Linked DNA regions of Oryctolagus cuniculus: region 2 is linked to region 1. Evidence: chromatin contacts called from public Micro-C data. All regions are on one chromosome and are shown on one strand. Each heading gives the region's core, a stretch centred on a gene start, on an enhancer-like site or on the middle of the called end of the contact. The rest is flanking DNA. Distances are from core to core; before and after follow the strand shown. Region 1 holds the start of C3H2orf88 (chromosome 3 C2orf88 homolog). Region 2 holds the start of ASDURF (ASNSD1 upstream open reading frame).

The links. Hi-C and Micro-C count contacts between places; a contact is called where the count stands out from the background.
Region 2: a contact with region 1 is called in a Micro-C map of ear pinna, with 5 times the contacts expected there. The contact joins the promoter of ASDURF here to the promoter of C3H2orf88 in region 1. A contact is called at or near these places in 3 of 6 Hi-C or Micro-C datasets (ear pinna, psoas muscle and an unstated tissue).

The regions. Positions count from the first base shown.
Region 1 is chr3:50,299,395-50,305,923 of mOryCun1.1, forward strand. It overlaps C3H2orf88 (chromosome 3 C2orf88 homolog), which reads right to left and starts at 1,861. Exons shown (of 7, transcript XR_011387190.1): 1 at 1,752-1,861; 2 at 1-1,649. It overlaps MSTN (myostatin), which reads left to right and starts at 1,719. Exons shown (of 3, transcript NM_001109821.1): 1 at 1,719-2,091; 2 at 3,874-4,247; 3 at 6,248-6,529. The coding sequence starts at 1,719.
Region 2 is chr3:50,692,533-50,698,269 of mOryCun1.1, forward strand. ASDURF (ASNSD1 upstream open reading frame) reads right to left here and starts at 2,020. Exons shown (of 4, transcript XM_051848363.2): 1 at 1,733-2,020; 2 at 224-277. The coding sequence starts at 1,822.

The sequences.
Region 1 (6,529 bases), core at 611-3,110:
GGTAGTGACCTAAAAAATAAATATTTGATATGAGCCACTGCATTCTCTTGGAACAACCACAACAAAAAGTAATGGATTAAATCTCTTAGGAGTCCTCAGCTTCCCAAAAAGGGGTCGGAAGAAGAAATCCTGTGGCCTGGAAATATCTTCTGTTTCTCACTGGCTATGTTTGTATAGCTCTTTAATAGTTCATTTGATTAGATCTTGTGGCTCTCAAAGCTGGGGTTGAGAGTTTGATCCTCCAGAGGCCACTTACATTTGGAGAACAAAAAGCTCCATTCTCTGCTCCCAGACCTTGCCCCAAACCCCTGCCAGGTGTCTGCCCTGTGGTCAAATCGAGAAACTGGCAAAGGGGTACAAACCGATCACAGTGTTGGGAAGCAGCAAAAGGGCACCCCTCTCTTATGGTGCTCTTTCTCTTAAGAATAGACACAAGACTTTTTACTTTTACCACTGGAAATCTGAGGCGAACAGATAAGTGCTGCAGCACCAGTCACAAAATGCATTCTCTTCTCAGTTCAGAGAGGTTTCAGCTGGCTGATAATAAACAATGAGGAAGCACATCCTCGGAATATTAATCTGCATTAATAATTATATTAATTCCTTGAGAACAGGAAATACCATAATAGTGATCAGACTACACATGACCTTAATGTGCTGTAAAGTTCTATAAAAACAAAAAAAGGAGACAGGATTTTGAATGCTTTTGCCATAGAGAAATGATAAATGTTTGAAGAGAGAAATGTTGATCCTGATTTGGACATTATGCAATGTACACATATATAGAAAACCCACTTGGCACCCATAAATACATATAATTTTTGTGTATCATTCAAAAATTTAAAAATAAAATATAAATTGTGTCTAATTTTCATATTAGCAGAAGACATTAATCTACTTAAAAATAATTCCATGCATAATGTAACATTACAGCAATTATGATTTTCAACATGAGCTAAGAATTTAGTCAATGGAAAGCAAATTTCTTGAATGTAGATGAAAATCTTACTAGTATCACAATCTTATGTTTTCTTTTAAATTCAGGCCTTCCTAATTTTTACTTTCTTAATTACTTAGCACTAAAAATAATTTGATGCAACAAATGAAATAAATATTTTAACTTCAAATGCTTGCCTAAACTAAACGTAATATAAAATAAAAAATAAAAAATATTTTTACTGCAAATACTGGCCTAAAGAATATAAAATCATTTCAACTTCTGAGGAACTAATGTTTCACTTGTAAGCATGAAGTGTAAATTAAAATTACTCAGTTAAATTATAACTTAAGGGTTTATAAAGATGAATAAGATTTAAGTATAGCTGATTTTACTGTTAACACAGACTTTCACTTTTCAAATGTAACATAGGCCTTTCATTATTTGTAGATTTCTTTCTTTTATGAACTAGTCAAATGAATTAGCTCACCCTTGACTGTAACAAAATACTGTTTGGTGACTTGTGACAGACAGGGTTTTAACCTCTGACAGCGAGATTCATTGTGGAGCAAGAGCCAATCATAGACCCTGACGACACTTGTCTCATCTAAGTTGGAATATAAAAAGCCACTTGGAATACAGTATCAAAGATCCACCGGTGTGGCAAGTTGTCTCTCAAGCTGTTCATGCATTACAATTTTGCTTGCCATTACTGAAAAGCAAAAGAAAAGTAAAAGGAAGACATAAGAACAAGGGAAAGGATTGTATAGCTTTTAAAATCATGCAAAAACTGCAAATCTATGTTTATATTTACCTGTTTATGCTGATCGTGGCTGGCCCAGTGGATCTAAATGAAAACAGTGAGCAAAAAGAAAATGTGGAAAAAGACGGGCTGTGTAATGCATGCACTTGGAGACAAAACAGTAAATATTCAAGAATAGAAGCCATAAAGATTCAAATCCTCAGTAAACTTCGCCTGGAAACAGCTCCTAACATCAGCAAAGATGCTATAAGACAACTTTTACCCAAAGCTCCTCCACTCCGGGAACTGATTGATCAGTACGACGTTCAGAGGGATGACAGCAGTGATGGCTCTTTGGAAGATGACGATTATCACGCTACGACGGAAACAATCATTACTATGCCTACCGAGTGTAAGTAGTCCTATTAGTGTATGTCAACAGTTCTGCTGACTGTTGTTCTAGTGTTTATGGGAAACAGATCTATTTTCAGGCTCTTTTAATAAGCTGTCAGCTTTTATGTAAGAAGCAGGAAAGACAGTCTCTTCTTTTCAAGATTTTGTGAGAAATATGTTGAAACTGAAATCTGTCACACTGTCTGTTTCCTTAAAAAGCTAAAAAGCTAAAAGATAAAAAGCTTGCACAGCGTTAATATTATCTAGTTTAATTGGCAAATACAGCATGCTTATGCCTTCACAGCCTCATACCAACCAGCAAGGCGAGGACTGGCAGATACTACAGCAATGTTAAAAACTCACAGGGAATTTTATAAGTGCACTTGTAAACCAAAATATGCATTTATTACAATAAGCTTTTCACTAGTAATAAAGAAAGGAAGGAACTTGCTAGAATTTTAAGCTTCTTTGAGCACTGCTGAACACCTCCAGCGATTTCTGTTATTCCAAACTCTCTCACAGTGTTTTGTGTGCTTCACAGATTAAAATGTTTCCTTTCGGAGGCTATTACACTGAGGAGCAAGAAAATATTTTAAATACTTTATGTATTAGTAAGAGCAATGACGAAATAAACCGTGACTTCAAATTCAGAAAATGTCTAGGAAATAAACACTTCAGTTGGGCAAGTTACGGCTCCTGAAGTCCTCTCGTACCTTGACCATGGTGCTATTGTTGGCAGTACTGAGTGCGTGTATTTCCAAGCAGGCATACTGCTTAATAACCTTCACGAATATTTCATTCTTCATAATGGAACGACTATTACCTGTAGTATCAACGTTGCTCCTGGAAGAAAATGTATTTCCTACAATTCCTCTTTCGGTAGGCTCGAAAGAATACTTTCACCCGGAAAGGGAAACAGACACCTTGACAGAGAAGGCACGGCAAGAATGATTTTGGGGCCATGTGTCTGTGATCTTGCTTTAACACAGTTCTTTGTAAGCTTTAAACTGGACTCAAAACAGTTTCATAGTATTGTTTCCCTTATTCAGTAATCAGATTACAGTGCAACAAATAATTTTCCTTTAAGAATTTCCTACCAAATAGTGCTGGAGTAGATTGGCCTTATTTATCAATGATTTTTGAAAGCCAAAAGAATTTGTTCATGCTTGTGTTTAGAATGACAGCTCAGACATAAAGGCAAACTTTTGAGACAGCCTGAATATAACATCAAACTTCTCTCCTAATTACTTGCTTAATTTTGTTTCTTTAAAAGGCTATTCCTGAGCCAAAATCTCCCAGAAATACTATATTTTCTACTGTTTCCTAAGGCTCAGTAAGTTGCTCAGTGCGTCTTGTCCCCAGGTAATTCAGGCCTGGGGGAAGGGTTCCTTCTTCCAGACTGATCGGTACAGCTGCTCCGTCAGCGTAACTACTCAGATTCCCAAAGAATTCTAAGTGGATGTTCCTCCACAGTGTCTCTTGTTCTCTCTAATCATCATCATTTTCAAATTTCATCTACTGTTCATTCCTTCCCAGAATTTTCCTTAGCCTGCAGTTCCTTGGAAGGGGAGCAGATTCTTCACAAATGGTTGAAAGTACCTATGTCTAAAGAATTCTGAAAAGCCAGACTAATTTTCCTTGATATTTTCTCGGTATTATGAATGAAGTTTTACCTAGTATTTCATTTACATATGCATGCATTATCCCAATAGAAAAAAATACCCAACTATTAGCAAGGAGGGATTTTGTTAACTTATTAATGAAAAATAATTTCAGGAACTCTTGTCTTATTCGTTTATAGCTGATTTTCTAATGCAAGTGGAAGGAAAACCCAAATGTTGCTTCTTTAAATTTAGCTCTAAAATACAATACAATAAAGTAGTAAAGGCACAACTATGGATATATCTGAGACCTGTGAAGACTCCTACAACAGTGTTTGTGCAAATCCTGAGGCTCATCAAACCTATGAAAGACGGTACAAGGTATACTGGAATCCGATCTCTGAAACTTGACATGAACCCAGGCACTGGTATTTGGCAGAGCATTGATGTGAAGACAGTGTTGCAAAATTGGCTCAAACAACCTGAATCCAACTTAGGCATTGAAATCAAAGCTTTAGATGAGAATGGTCATGATCTTGCTGTAACCTTCCCAGGACCAGGAGAAGATGGGCTGGTAAGTGATAACTGAAAAGAACCCTCTAGTAACCTTGTTATGTTTTTGTTCCTAATATGAATGAATAAAAGTGGGAAACAACTACCAATTTCCTATGCTCATGAGCCAGACAAAGGTATCTTACTCCAATGGTAGCCCTGTACCCAATAAAAGTAGGTGTCCAATTTCATATCCTATGAAAAACTCCCTTGATACCCTTCGTTTGCATGAGAGTTTATAAAAACAATTATACCATGGTTCTTAACTTCTTAAGAAGTTCTTTTGAATTGAGAATGAAATATAAACTGCTTTTCATTGATATGCTACATGCTTATATGAATAAAATATGAACTGTATATAATGAATTCCAGTTCATACCCCAAAAATCAGACTTTTCTTTTCCTCTCCAAAGGGTGCCAAATGTGTTGACAAGTTCTGGCTTAGTATAAAGCAAGAAAAAAACCTAACTTTAGTCTGCTTCTTTTTATCTCTGTCTTTCAAATAAAATGAAAAAATGTAAAGCATCATAATGAAAGTAAAATACTTTCATTTGTAGCAATTAACTAATTAGTATAAAAATTATATTATAATAAATATATTATATTTAAGGTCCCTAATAGTAAGCATGTTCATTACTTGATGCACTTATCTATGGATTATTATGTGAAATACCCTCTAAGGACAGTTTTAGTTTCTAAGCCAGTTAGCTTTTACCACTTAACTTATTTCTAAGCTGGTTTAGCATTCTTGCACAAGAATTTGACAACTAACTTAGTATCAGGCAAAACAGATGGCAATATTGTGCATATTATAAAATGAATAAAAACTATTTTAAAACCTAGCATAAATTTAGGGCTACTCTTTTGGCCTATCTATGTTTCTGTTTACTTCTGCTTTCAAAAACTTATTTAATATGACAATATTTTTTCATGGACATCTACTGACATAATTTTCAATAGAATATACTTATAAAAATGAACATTAGTTATCTTTTTAATCTCTAAATGGTCTTGTTTATAAACATTATATAATAAGTAAATCAGATCTATTTCAAGTGAAAACATTCTTTAAAAGACTATACAATTTTCTAAATGACTTGTTTTTCTTATATGTATTAATTTAAATGCTATGAATTCCCAAAAATAACATTGGTTTGGACTGGGTTAAATAACAGTAACTATCACATCTGTTTTCATTTTAATAAAGGACAAAAGCTATTATCAATTATTTAAAAAAGCATTCTTTTTTACAAGTAGTATCTTAATGATCAAAGTTGATGATATCACAGCTTTTAATTATTAAACATGTGGTTAATATGGTGCATTCTTATCTTTCCATATAATACAGAACAAAATCTCAAATGCATTAGAAGACTGGGAGAGTGACAGTACTAACAAATGATTATATGAATATGTGAATGAAAACATTTTGCAACACCTACTTTTCTGAATTTTTCTCATAGGGGTTCTCTTTTCAGTCCAATATACACATCACCACCTTCATCAATCACTTAGCTTTCTTTTCCCATTATAACTTATACACTGCTGGGAGGTAGCTCTAGCTTTAATACCCAAGTTTCCCTGAGTAAAGATCCACAGATACAGAGGATAGATGACTATACTCATCCCTCCAGGAATCATCTCACATATTTGGCCAACATATTGAATCAACGCATGTGAAGAGAAGGAGCCCATCTCTTTCTTCCTCTGCCTCTCCTTCCACCTCCCCCTCCCTTTCTCGCCAGACAGATTTTCAGGACATCTATCATGTGCTAGGCAGTTGCATACTACAACTAGGGACAACAAAAATTAAAAGCACATAGAACTGGCCTCAGGGGGATTTGCATTACTGCTATAATCTTTGAGCTATGAGGGGAAAATCAAAACTATTATAAATCAAATCCTTAGTATGATGCCTTTTAAATATAAAGGTATTCCAAGCAAAATGATTCATTTTTCTTAAGGTAAAAAAAGTGCTTTAGAATAAATTGATATACTTATCGTTCTTTCCTTTTCACACAGAATCCCTTTTTAGAGGTCAAGGTAACGGACACACCAAAAAGATCCAGAAGAGATTTTGGTCTTGACTGTGATGAGCACTCAACAGAATCACGATGCTGTCGCTACCCTCTAACTGTGGATTTTGAAGCTTTTGGATGGGATTGGATTATTGCGCCCAAGAGATACAAGGCCAATTACTGCTCTGGAGAGTGTGAATTTGTGTTTTTACAAAAGTATCCTCATACTCATCTTGTACACCAAGCAAACCCCAGAGGTTCAGCAGGTCCTTGCTGTACTCCCACA
Region 2 (5,737 bases), core at 770-3,269, 390 kb after region 1:
AAAGGTCGTGTAAATGGCATATGAAAAGGAAGAGACATCTTCAGCTTTATGAGATCTATGTACGTACAGTTTAAAATAAACGTAGGCACTGGGCTTTTGCAATTTAAAGAGATGCCGAAAACTTGTCAACCTTTATATAAACCTTCCATACAACTTTTATGATTTTATATAATATAAATATAACCAAGCTTCCCACATACTATTCAGAATTTCTATAACTCACCCTGTTCTTCTTCAGGTTAGAAAGTTCATCCACAACGACTTTTTGTTCTTTAATCTACTGAAATAAAGAGAAACGCTTAAAACAGAATTTTAACTCTTAAAAACATGTTCAATTAGATGACGGCTTTAAAATTAGGCAGATGGCGTAAGAAGGTATCATGCGCTGATTGTCCAAATGGGCAGTCTGAGAAGATTCTTTCCAGTCTATGTGTGCACAGGTGGAGGGGGAAATGGGCATTAGACATCTAAATGTCACACAACCCACGGAGCCCAGCCAGTGGGTTTGATGTTGGCAACCGGCCTTCATGCCTGTGGCCACAGTTACTGAACAAGGCCTATACAAACAGACGATATGCACCAGAAGTAATACCAGTCTCTGACGATTTGTGTACTAAATGGTGCGGCTAGACAGTCCTTTTAACCAAGTAGTTCTAAATCCCCCTGTCTTGGCATCAATCTTCTTTGCACAGTGCTGGCTTCACTTTTCAATTTCAGGAGAGAACTCAAGTAAGTGCAAACTTTCTGATACTTTCTAGTAACTGGCTATTTTATGAACACGATCTATTACCTAACATCACCAGCGCCTCTAAAACCAGATGTAAGATTTTTACACTGCACCACACACTTGAGGGATCTGCCATAGGTCGGCAGCAGAGTGGGCTGTATTTTGCAAATTCACTCCCTGCCCCATGAGTCTCCCCCTTGTTGTCTCCAGAGCTGACACAGCTGCAGAAGGGACAGGATAAGGCTGACTTCCAAGGTTGAAACTATACCCTCCCCCTCTTTGAGACTTAACGCTTGTACCACAGTGCTTTCTTGTGCAGTTTAGGGATGTCAGGTCTGTATTTCACTTCCCACCAAAGAAGGAAGCTGTGATGCAGAGAGAACAGAGAGGTCTGTCCAAGACACCACTACTAGCTTGGAGCAGAACCAGTGAAGAATGCAGGACATTGAACTCCCTCCTCCACACGTTTAAAGGTTGCACCTGTTTCCGGCAGTTCAGGTCAGTATCAGAGTGGCTCCCCTCCCCCTCTTTCTCCGCAGATGAGTGACAATCAGATGTGCGAGGTTTAGGGCGGCCACTGCGGCTACAGCGGGGAACAGAGAAGGCAGCAGGTGGGCTAGGGAGCCCTTTGCGGGGGTCCGGGGCAGCCGATGAGGGCGGCTCGTTCAGGGACGCAGGAGCGTGCGTCCTCGGGACTAAAGTCACACTCGTACCGGAAGTGGGTTTCAGGTGTAGACCGACGTCAAGGATGAGCCCATGCCGCTGGCAGGGGTAACGGAAGGGGTGAGCTACAGATCTGGAAGGGCCGCGGAAACTCAGCCCACAAGACGCTTAGCGCGACTACTTCCAGGGAAGGGGAAGTGCCGACTGCTACCAACAGCAGAGCAGCGCAAGCCGAGGCCGTCTCCAGCGAAGCCCCGCGCTGCTCGCGGCCGGCCCTCTCTGGGTTGCCCCAGGCGCCGGGTCCTAAGCCCGGGAGGCCTGCTCGCTGCGTCCCACGCCCACCTTGTTGCAAAGATCCTCCTTGTGTAAGGTCCGGCCGCCGGCGGGGACCGGCACAGCGCTGTCCTCCGGGTGCACGCCCCGGCCGGGCATCTCCAACCAGCCGCAGACACGCAGGATTCACCAGAGCTCCCGAGAGTCCCACCACCGACCGCCCCAGCCACAGCGCCGGCAGCGTCACCTGCCTTGCAGAGGTCTCACCAACCTCCTCCGCGCGCTCACTCCAACGCCTGCGCAGTCCGGGCCTGACGCCCCCGCCCCCTCGCCAAGAGCGGTTCTACGCATGCGCACAAATGCCTAGAGCGCCAGTGTTTCGAGCCCGGTTGCGAAATCTAAGCAATTCATACGCCGACCCCCAGCGGATCGGAGGTAGAAACACTTTTGTGGGCTCTTGGACTACAAGTTACACGCGCCCCCTATTGGTGCAAATAAAGAACAGACGCGCAGTAGAAACACCAATTAGTTATTAACCAGTCAGATCCTGAACTAAAGCACAGATTTCATAGACACAATGTTGGCAACCGAACCCTACAGAATTGGAAAAGTTTTTGTTAATTTGTAACTAGGGTTTTCAGCTAAATACAATTTTATACGAATTTCAGGTGAATGAATACTTTTATTAGTGTACATCCTATGCAATATTTGTAATGTCTCATTCTTGCAAAAAAAAAAATGACCAAAAGTTGGAAATAGGCAAGAGATTACCTGATGTTCTTTCAGTGCTGTTCTAGGATTGACTTTCAATGAACTGAACTGTTTTACAACCTGGTGCAGGCAGGGGACAAAAGCAGAGGCAAACGTGTGGATTTTTGACTGGTAAAAATGCTAATAATTTCTACTAGGTCAATAAGATACTTCCAAGGTTATGATTTATTATCTGGAAGACATTAATCAGTTATGTATGTAACACTGAGGTCCTGTCTGACATTTCTTGACTGATAAATTCCTTGCTTTTCAAATGCTCTTTGAATTGATTTTCATATCTGACTGGTTTCCTCATTTACTAATGAGTTAAATAAAACCATGATATGTGTTTATTTTATATTTGCATATGAGACCACATATTTGAAAATTATATTCCAGTGTTGGGAATCACGATGTTCTATGGAGATGCTTAAGTGCACTTATGAGATGTAGACAAATTGTGTGACTTAATAGATGTACTTGGTGGCTTTTTTTAAGCCCTAGCATATCTTTCATCGGGTCTTCTAGTAAGAAAAGTTATATGAGGTCTGGACTGGTAAATTTTTATGTTTCTCCATGTATCTGTCTATCTGAAATTTAGAACAGGCTTCTTTATTTTTTTTTAATTTCTTTGACAGGTAGAATTATAGACAGTGAGAGAGACAGAGAAAAGGTCCTTCTTCTGTTGGTTAACTCCCCAAATGGCCACCATGGCCGGTGGTGTGCCAATCCGAAGCCAGGAGCCTTCTTCCTGGTCTCCCATGAGGGTGCAGGAGCCCAAGCACTTGGGCCATCCTCCACTGCCCTCCCAGGCCACAGCAGAGAGCTGGACTGGAAGAGGAGCAACTGGGACAGAATCTGGTGTCCATATGGGATGCCGGCGCTGCGAGGCAGAGGATTAACCAAGTGAGCCACGGCGCAGGCCCCTGTTTTTATTTGCCATAGAATGGGTATTTTTTATAAAGATTTATTTATTTATTTGAAAGGCAGAATTACAGAGAGGCAGGGGGTGGAGAGAATGAGAGAGAGCGAGAGAGAGGTCTTCCACCCGCTGGTTCACTCCCCACATGACATGACTGCGACAGACATAGCTGTGCCGATCTGAAGCCAGGAGCCAGGAGCTTCTTCTAGGTCGCCCATGCGGGTGCAGGGGCCCAAGGACTTGGGCCATCTTCTACTGTCTTCCAGGCCATAGCAGAGAGCTGGATTGGAAGTGGAGCTGAAATCGGACATGACCCCCTAAAATCTACACAAAAATGTAGCCCTTTAAAGTTCCCCGGAAGTGCTATCTGGGGTGCCACATGTGCTACCGGAATTTGGGGTGCCATACGATTTCACCATATGCTTATTAATAAATCCGCAATATTAATAAGCCCAAGAGGGTTCTTGCCTAATATTTACAGAATTCTAAATACCAGCACAGATAAACGAGGCAGCATGGCACATTTTAAGCTTTTATTTAGTGTGAATGATACATAGGAGAGTGAGAGCTTTATTTAAGAGAGAGAGGTAAATATGGGTTCGTACCGAGCACCAGGAACCAGCCACGTGGAGGAGCATCTAGGCCAGGAAGCCCAGGGTGGGTGGCCCGAAGGCCACGCACCCTAGAGGCACAGGGCTACAGCCAGCCCCCTGCTGGCAAGAGGCCAGGGAAGAAGAGAGAGCCAGACACACCGTGTCCCAGGCCTTTAACCCACTTCCAAAGGGAAGTGGTTAATTAACCTGATTGGCTGGTGGGCACCCAGGTGAGGCCAGGTAGGGGGATGAGGTCACACAGGGGCATGATGAAGGCGTGGTCTTCCAGCTCACAAACCTAATTAATTTTAACCTCTATGCCTGCCTACTTCAGAGCAGCCAGGACAAAAATCAGTGCCTATATGGGATGCCGGCACTGCAGGCAGCCGCTTAACCCACTATGACACAGCACCGGCCCCTGAGTATTCTTTTGGTCTTGTGTTCATTTTTGTCATTTTCAGAAGGTATAAAAGAATGTGTATATTTATGAGCTTTATTACTCTGATAAACCCTTGCCCATGACAATGTTCAATTGGCTACTTCCAATTCATCTATGAAATAGAAACTATTAAATTGGTTAGAAGTTATATTTTATATAGTTTGTTGAGACCATGCAAGGGGCAAGAATAACAGACACTGCAAGGTAGGGAAATGAGCCTTGTTTTGCAAGGAAATAGAGGGTTCCAGAGAAGTGTCAGTTTGTTCCAGAGCATGAAAGAGCACAGTGAAAGACAGAACATGGCGCAAGCAGTTAGCTTAGCGATTGGATGCTCTGTCCCCGGTCGCAGTGCTCTAGCTCCTCCCTCCTGGCTCCAGCTTACTGCTAATGCAGACCGTTGCGGGTAGTGGTGATGGTGATGACTCAAGTAACTGGGTTCTAGCTACCCATAGGGAGGACCTGGCTCCTGGCTTCAGCCCAGTCCAGTCCAGCCCAGTCCATTTGGGAAGTGAACCAGTAGGTGGCAGCTTTGTCTGTTTCTGTCTGCTTGTCTTTGAAATAATACAAAAAATGTGAATACAAATTTCACTACTAAAATTTTTTTTATTTGGAAGGCAGAGAAACAGAGAGAGATGGAGAGAGGTCTCCCAGACATTGATTCACACCTCCCTCAAATGCCCACAGCAGCCAAAGCAAGGACCTGGGAGCTCAGTCTGGGTCTCCCACATGGTTGGCAGGGCCCCAAGTATTCAAGCCATCACTTGCTGCCTCCCAGGGTGTGCACTAGCAGGAAGCTGAATTGGAAGTGTTAGGTATGAAGTCAGAAGTTGAGCCTATGTGTGTATGAGACAGGCCTGAAGACCAGCACCCACTGCGGAAGCTCTAGAAGCCCAGCATCTTGCACTTCAAAGTCCTGCTCAGACCCTGAGAACCTCCCAGGTGGTCCCAGCCCTCCCCTCCCCCACAACCTCCCAGGAGAATTCTCTCCTCAGGACCAAATGGGTTACCTGATAACAAGGGGCAATAAAACCTTCACAGAGGCCCTAAGGGAAGCCCCTCTGCTCTGCCCTGTGCCAGAAAATCTGGGGAAGAATTTGCTAATTTTCACCCAACAAACCCTTCCAGCTAGGACTCTCCATCCTTCGTCCTGGATGAGAGGGGGGAGGTGGGTAAACAGATTCCCTTAAAAACCTAGGGAGTCCAGGGGCCAGGCCATGGCTCACTTGGTTAATCCTCCGCCTGCAGCACTGGCATCCCATATGGGCACCAGGTTCTAGTCCTGGTTGCTCCTCTTCCAGTCCAGCTCTCTGTCTCGCGCCTGAATTCTTTCTTGTGTGAAGACAAGAACCCCATGGCTTCCACAGCCTTCC